Regions from separate parts of the Gossypium hirsutum genome. Here regions 1 and 3 are each linked to region 2. The links are chromatin contacts, called in public Hi-C maps. All regions are on one chromosome and are shown on one strand. The core of a region is the stretch at or near the end of the contact, and the rest is flanking DNA. Distances in the headings are between cores, read along the strand shown. Region 1 overlaps LOC107888846 (protein CASP). Region 2 holds the start of LOC107888755 (DNA mismatch repair protein MSH2). Region 3 holds the start of LOC121206710 (transcription factor MYBS1).

Evidence for each region. A called contact is a pair of places that touch in the nucleus more often than the background predicts.
Region 1: a Hi-C map of leaf shows a contact between it and region 2, with 4 times the contacts expected there. The contact joins the enhancer-like site here to the promoter of LOC107888755 in region 2. A contact is called at or near these places in 11 of 34 Hi-C or Micro-C datasets (callus, hypocotyl, leaf and 2 more).
Region 3: a contact with region 2 is called in a Hi-C map of leaf, with 2.9 times the contacts expected there. The contact joins the promoter of LOC121206710 here to the promoter of LOC107888755 in region 2. A contact is called at or near these places in 13 of 34 Hi-C or Micro-C datasets (callus, hypocotyl, leaf and 2 more).

What each region holds. Positions count from the first base shown.
Region 1 is chrA09:41,406,206-41,408,905 of Gossypium_hirsutum_v2.1, reverse strand. LOC107888846 (protein CASP) reads left to right here. Exons shown (of 19, transcript XM_016813097.2): 17 at 378-457; 18 at 1,137-1,229; 19 at 1,315-1,533. The coding sequence ends at 1,375. Among protein-coding and RNA genes, the nearest start is that of LOC107888846, 17 kb to the left of the region's middle. Within about 2 kb of position 1,380, at least 5 of the 9 cell types and tissues checked have an H3K27ac peak or open chromatin away from gene starts, as enhancers often do.
Region 2 is chrA09:41,897,044-41,899,743 of Gossypium_hirsutum_v2.1, reverse strand. It overlaps LOC107888755 (DNA mismatch repair protein MSH2), which reads left to right and starts at 1,396. Exons shown (of 13, transcript XM_016812949.2): 1 at 1,396-1,630; 2 at 1,770-1,819; 3 at 2,034-2,066. The coding sequence starts at 1,582.
Region 3 is chrA09:41,572,136-41,574,835 of Gossypium_hirsutum_v2.1, reverse strand. It overlaps LOC121206710 (transcription factor MYBS1), which reads left to right and starts at 1,389. Exons shown (of 2, transcript XM_041077799.1): 1 at 1,389-2,140; 2 at 2,306-2,700. The coding sequence starts at 1,722.

The sequences.
Region 1 (2,700 bases), core at 131-2,630, 490 kb after region 2:
ATCATACATGCAATGAATGATCTGATAATTCTGGTTTCTTTTGGAACAATGCTCAAATATTCTCTCTTTGCAAGTATCAAGACTGATTCAAAATAAGATGTCGATACACACCCTTGTACGTTGCTATGAGACATTTTTTTATCAAGCAAATATAAATGAAGAAGAATTGTCCTTGTAAAGCTTATTTTAGTTGGGAACAAAGTTGAACAGCCAAGAAATGCAAACTCTCAGCTTTTTACCATCCATGCCAACTCATATGAGAACATCGAAATAATCCAGTTAACATTTACATTCATGGAATCTTCAAGTTCAGGTCACATTTTTATTCATGCTGTTTGTTGGGCATAATAGAATAATCAGTTTCATTTATTACATAGGAGAGGGATCAAAGATACAAGGAGCTGGGCTTCAGAGACAGAATCACACTCAGCAGCGGACGTTTTCTTCTGGGAAACAAGTATGGTTTTGTTTCATCATCTATTGCATATACAGTGTATAGTATTCTTTATTTGGTAGGATCTCTTGTCCCATTTCTTGCATTTTTCTTTTCAGAGTGTATATACACATTTGTAAAGGTGGCAATCACGCTGGTAGATTTGGGGTGTCTAGCATTGTGAGGAGTTTAGGTCTCTGTCTTCTTTCCACTTCATTTTTTTTTCTTGAGGATAGTCACTCTTAAGTGGGTGAATATAGGTTTCACGTAGGTTGGGTATGTCTTTAGTAGGCTCAACTTTTTTTCTCGTTTTACTTTGCAAACAGCAAACCGAATGGTAATTGGATCTGGGGTTTGGATCATTTAAGGCAGGATGATTGTGTAAGGTCGTTGACTTCATTCAAATGCTTATTATAGGTCAACTTTGGTCCGAGAGTCGTTCCCTGTCTACAAATGTGCATTTGTAAATGAGCAGAATTTCTATGTGCATGTACCTTTACATTCTTTTGGGTGTTATAGCCCTTGTATATATCAAATAAGAATAGTAGTAGCACATTTTTGTTGGGCCGTGGTTAAATTAATGTGGTCACCATTGTATAAGGGAGTCTGGAGCAATTCTCTCCGTGACATGTGGACGCAATAATACCTGCTTGCTTAGAAAATTTGTTGATTTGCTAATGAAATACTTGGTTTGTAAGTGCAGGTATGCTCGAACGTTTGCATTTTTCTACACAATTGGTTTGCATATCCTAGTGTTTACTTGTCTATACCGAATGTCCGCTCTAAGCTACCTCAGGTGATAATGTGCCCTAATCATTAATATAACTAAGCCAGATTTCCTTTCAGATTAATCTGACTCCAAGTATTTTTTGTTAATGCAGCCATGGCTCTGAGGAAACTGCCGTCGTTGAGAAAAACTTGAACCGCCCGCGTGGATATTAGTGACATCTACCCTTAGCCATTTCTTAATTTATGGTTTGTTCTTGTGAGAAGAATATGGCATTGAAATTAAATTTACCAACTTAATAAACTGTACATGTAACACAATCATGTTATGTTCAAAATAGCTAATACTATACATCCCTGTCTTTCGATCTTAAGTTTTTGCTCAACTTGATTTTTTACGCCATTCTAATTCTAGTGCACGTATTTTTCTTTTAAAAAAATTGAGATTATTGTCTTAAAAATGGAGGTGAGGAAATTCGATTTCAAAATATTTCTTTTTGAGGAAAATGCCAGCTGATAATAATAATAAATTAGGGGGAAATACAAAGTCTTGAAACTCGGAAGAGATAACGCAAAACAGCAGGTTGAAAAATCAAAACTATCGAAGAAATGAAAAGTCTGGGTAATCAAAGTCACAAAGCTTCAGCCAAACATTTCCGTTCTTCACTGAGTAGACATCGAATCCAACCATTAGCTAGTTCAAGGCGTGTAACACCATACTTTCTACTTATTTTAATATTGGATTTATTTTTTTCTTCTTATTCGTGAATACTATAAGTGGGTGACCTTCACTGTTCTTTCTTTTCTTTTCTTTTCTGATGAGATTACTTTGGCTTCTTCACTCTAGCTTCTCTTTCTTTTTTTCAATTCTTCATATTTTTTTCTTTTTCCTTAACTTTTCTTCTTCATTACTCTACTATTTAAACTTTAAACCCTTCTAGATTGAGGGTGGGTGAGGCAGAGCAGACGGTGCTATTCTGGGGCTGAAGAATCTGATGGCCTGATGGGTGTGGGACTGTGGGGGGTGAGGGTCACGGGTAGATTTAGGACATTAGCTTTTAGTTTTCGAAATTTTAAATTTATTTTCATTTAGTTTTTTCTGCTTTGGTCTCATAGTTGAAAAGAACCAGACTTTTTTTTATTATTGGGTCGTTTTTCCAGCTTGACCGAACCCAGGGAGTTCAAAATTTCCAAAAGCCAGTTCGACCTGTTTTTCCTGATACTCGGTTCAAAAGGATTTTTTCTGTTGAACGGACCGGTACTTTTCCGGTTTTTAGTTCGACCGGCCGGTCTGGTTTGGTTTTCACAATATTAGTATTTAGCCTTTAACAAACATGCAACAAACGAGTTCAGATTAGCTAACAATCGCCAAGCTTGTTTTGCTAAGAGAGCAACATTAAGCGTTTATATTTTCATATTTATGAATTGGTTTGATCCTAATTAGAAGTTCTCAACTTTCAAATATGATAGATGTTGTTTCTATATTATTATAATATTTTTATTTGAGTTGGTGTAATAAGTTAATTATAAATTAAATTTGT
Region 2 (2,700 bases), core at 147-2,646:
TGCATGTATCATTCCTTGTTTTCTCGAAAAGATTCATCCTCGCATTTTGTCTTTGATCGAATCTTGGTTTGATTTGCTTGACCTTTGACCTTATTGTTGGGCTTTGAGGTAGTGTAAGTCCATCACATCCATGAGTCTGAAATTGGGCCTTAAGACTTTCATCGTATAATCAATATTATCATTTGCACATGTTAAATTATTTGAATTTACTTATTAACTAACTTCTTACTATATTCAAATTCAACAAATCTACATTGCTTTTAGGATTATAATTAATTTATACACTAAACTCATGCATCACAGGTAAGAAGACTAATATTATATATTATAAGGTTTATCTAAAATAGAAATAAACAAACATGTTCACATTATAGTTTTTTTAACAAATGGACACTCCCTCGTTTAAGGCACTTATTTTCAATTTGGATAAATTTCTTTTTTACATATTGTCTTTTAAATTAGGGTTTGTTTGATAGAACATTGAAAATAATAAGTAGATAAGAGTTACTTATCACTTAATGGAGGATATTTTCAATCAATTCAATTTTATTTTATTTTATTTATTTTATTATTATATTATCCAATAAAAATTTTATGTCTAAAATTTGATTTTTATTTAAAATAAAGTGAAATATTTAAAAATTAAGGATAAAATGTAAAATATTTTTAATTTAAAATTTATGTTTATCAAACAATTTTATAACTTAAATTTAGTACTTAAATTTTTCAAAACTTATTTTTCTGCATTTAATTTTTTAATTTATCAAATAGTAACTTACATTAAATTAATTTAAACATTACTTAATTATTGAACGTATATTACAATTCATAGGACTCTTTTTTTAAATTAATGTTTTATAATAAAATCCTTTTTATTACTAGTCATTATTTATTTTTTCATGAATTAATTTATCTGTTAGTACAAAATTTTATAATAAAATATTGAAATATCTTTTTTTTATTAATTATTTTAATATAATATTTCAAATCTAAATTTTTCAATTTATTTTAACAATTAATATCTTTATTTATTATAATATTTTAATATTATATTTCGAGACTTCAAAATAAAACAATAAATATATAGTTAATATATTATTAATATGTATTATCAATTTTAAATTTTTTAAAAACCAATTAAATAGACAAGCACAAATGATATTATTATGATACGGACATACAAAGTAGTATTAAACCTAAAAGAAAATATGAAGTAGAATTGAGATACTTACAAATTTGTGGCTTTGTGCATAGTGGATGAAATGAAAGAAAGGCCCAATTCTGGTTATAAATTGAGTCTCCAAGTTATCATCTGTGTTCAGGACTTGGCCCAAGCTTAGGTCAGGTTGATCCAACTTCAACACAACCAAGAAATATGGAGTACTTCGGAGACCCCTTCTCAAAACCCCGCCAATTCCTTTCCCGCCATCAGAAAAAGGCCCTTTATTTTAGGTTTTGTGTTTTTGTTTTTCTACAGAATAAGAATAGGTTTTTGGTTTGTGTTCTCTGAAGCTGAAAAGTAGCAATTTTCTTTCTCTTTTTTTCCCCCGTTTTTGGGCTTTTTGGTAAGTTGTCTCGAAAATGGATGAAAATTTTGATGAACAAAACAAGCTTCCAGAGCTCAAACTAGGTACCCACTCACTCCTTTTTCTGTTAGAAACTTATTTTTATGCTTTTAATTTTCTTTTGATAATTTTTTTCCAGGAATTTATGGTTGATAATACTTTTCTCCTTTTTTGGTTTTGTTTTTTTTGGGTTACTGTTAACAGACGCTAAGCAGGCTCAAGGGTTTCTCTCATTTTTCAAAACTCTACCGAATGTAAGCCCCCTTTCTTTTTCTATCTATTGGGATTTATATTACTAATTATGGTTTTTTTTTCCTTTAATGTTTATTTACTTATATAATGAAACCGAACAGGAACAGGTAAAATGGGGGAGAAAATGCCATATCAATACTTAATATGGTTTGAAAAAAAATGATTTAATTTGAACTATATTTCGTTTCCCTGATCATTTGGTCTCTTCCTTTACAGGATCCAAGGGCTGTTCGGTTTTTTGATCGCCGGGTTAGTTCAGGCTTATAGTCTTTACCACTGTGGGTTGTAAAATTTTATTTTGTCTTTACTTCAATTATGATTATTGGTTAAATAATTTGCTTTGAGAACTGGGTGTTTTTTTTTCACCTATAATTAAGAAATGCCAGTTGGGTTGTCTTTGAAATTAAATATTTTTATTTCTTAATATATAAAAAAGGAAATGGAAATATGGTCTGCATATAACTGTTCTTCAGGAAATTGCTATATACATATACGTGTGTTATCTGAAGTTCAGGGGAAAATGGTTAAATTTTTTAAAGGATCAGACGGTTTTGGAAATATTTTTCTAATCCATTTATTCATGCTAAAGTATATTGCCATTTTTGCAATGCCCTATGCCTAATTACCCATTTTCTTATATGTACTTTTCCCTTTCTACTTGTCAACCATTTCAACCTTCATCTCTGTCAGAATTTGTAAATGTGCAATGCTGCCTGTAAAAATACACAAGCGGACATGAAGACATTCTTATATTACACACATATATATAAATGCATATGTATATATTAGGTGTCTAAAACTTGTACAAACTGATTTTGTTCTATAATGCTAGTTTTATTTTCCTTTTCATTGTAAGCACCACATTTCCAAACTATTGTTTTCT
Region 3 (2,700 bases), core at 140-2,639, 320 kb after region 2:
AAATTCATCTTGTAAAATTAATTATACTTATGAAATTAAAAAGTTATGACAAGTATACGTATTTTTAATTTAAATGTAAAAATTAGACTTATTTAAAATTGAAGTCTTCGATAATTGAAGCTGATGTAATTTAAAGATATAAAATATTAATGTTTATTAAAAAATATATTAATATAATGGAAATTGATTTATTTTGTTAAAAAAATAAATATTATTAATTCAAATAAGTTGTTCGTTAATTTCATAAAATTGAGAAATCTTACATTACTTTACGAAGAGATGACATTAAAATTACTTCTATATTACCAAAGCTTTGTATTATGAAAATTTAGCACAGTTAGAAAATATAAAATTACCAAATTAAAATAAGTTTAAAATTTCAAATAAAAAAATATAATTTTGAAATTTTTTATTACTGCAAAAGGTATAAAATTTCTATAAACAGTCCAAATAACAAGGAAAGAAGGCATAATAGTATAGTTTTAAATTTAAAATTTAGTTTTTATATTTTTGTTTTTTATTTTTTAAAATTTAAAATTTAAATCTAATTGTTAATGTTGTTAAATTTTTTTAAAAAAATTTAGGCTCACTATAACACTAATTTTTTAGTTGTATCGTTACCGAGTGAGTACTTTTTTATTATTTCAATATCACATTATCAAATTTAACAAAAAAAAAATTAACATTATTAACATTAAACTTGAATTTAAATTTTTTTAAAATAAATAAATTAAATTCTTGAAAATAAAATTATAAAAACTAAAATTTAAATTTATGAAAAGTATGTAACTTTAAAACATATTTTAATTTAATTATGAGAAGAATGTACAAAATGCGCGCGTGGTGGTAATCTTCTAGAAAGATTCTCTGGGACCTCATCTCCCTTGATCTTGCTCCCTCTATGATTAGAGTAAAAAAGAGATGCTATTTTGCATCTCAGTCCCTATACATTTTTGAAAAAATTAAATTTAATTATTCTACTTTTAATCTCTTGAATAGTCTGATTTAAAATTTTAATATAAAAATTAATTGATAAACCTTTTGTTAACTTTTATTAAATTTGAATGTGCCTTTAATTTCTTTAAATCAATCAATGAATATTGAAATATCGTATATTCGAATATAGCGTAAATTTATTAATTAGATTTAAATTTAAAAAAAAAACAACATAGACTAAATTTCTTGAAAAATAGAGAGATTAAAAAAATATGTATAACTACAAATGCATTAAAAAGGAAGCATTTTATGAATTCTTTTTTAAATTTTATATAATTTTTCTTACCTTCTAATTAGGAACATGAAAATTTAAAATTTTTTTTATAGCTACAAGTGTCATAATTCACTTTATTGTTTGAGACTAATTCTATTTGAGTAGTAGTATTTAGGAGAAATCTTTCCAACAGTGATAATTTCAGAATTTGAACTCAGTCCAGATACTTTAAAACAAGTCGACTCTACTCCTTTCAATAGACTATCAGTGAAGATGACAATTTATGAATTGCTTTCAAAGTGGTCCATATCAATTTCATTTTATGTTTTAGATTTTATATTTTAATTTCCCCCTAATTTATTTTATACTTCTATCCCTTATCCTACACTCTCATTTCCCATTATTTTATTTTTATTTTTCGACCCTTTCCAAATGCAACTAAGCTGTTGAACATAAGAGAACATTGAGCTTAGAAATTGAGTGACCTCTTTTGTAGGGTATTATTGGTAGTATGGCAGGAAGTGTTAGTTGGAGCAGGGAAGAAGAGAAGGCATTTGAAAACGCAATAGCAATGCATTGGATAGAGAAAGAGGAATGTGAAGAGCAATGGGAAAAGATTGCTTCAACGGTTCCTACTAAAAGTCTTGAGGAGTTGAAACTTCACTATGAATTATTAGTGGAGGATGTTACTGCAATAGAGGCTGGTCATGTCCCACTTCCTCGTTATAAAGGAGAAGAACCTTCCTCTTCTGCCAAGGATCATTTTCATGGACCTTCCATGGCTCCTAATTCTGATAGGAGATCCAATTCCGGTTACGGAAATGGGTTTTCGGGGTTAACCCTTGATTCTACCGGACATGGAGGGAAACAGAGTTCGAGGTCCGACCAAGAAAGAAGGAAAGGAATCCCATGGACTGAAGAAGAGCATAGGTATTCCCCTCTACTACTTCTTGTCTGTTTTTCTTTTTTTTCTTAAATACTGACTTAAGTATTGGAACGTGACTCGAATTAAGACTTGAGTGCCCTAGGATTTGGGGTCTTATAGAAAATAAAGATATATGTAATGTGACAAGCAACATTACATGTGTTATTCAGGTTATTTCTACTTGGTTTAGACAAGTTTGGGAAAGGAGATTGGAGAAGCATTTCAAGGAACTTTGTGATATCGAGAACTCCGACGCAGGTGGCTAGCCATGCACAAAAGTATTTTATACGCTTAAATTCGATGAATAGAGACCGGCGGCGGTCCAGCATCCACGACATCACGAGTGTTAACAATGGGGATACATCTCATCAAGCGCCTATCACAGGCCAACAGGCTAACACAAACTCACCCGGTGCAGCGGTCATGGGGCAATCAGTGAAGCACAGGGCTCATCCGCATTTGCCGGGTTTAGGCATGTACGGAGCGCCTGTTGGGCGGCCGATTGCTGCTGCTCCAGGGCATATTGGATCTGCTGCAGGAACTCCTGTTATGCTTCCTCCTGCTC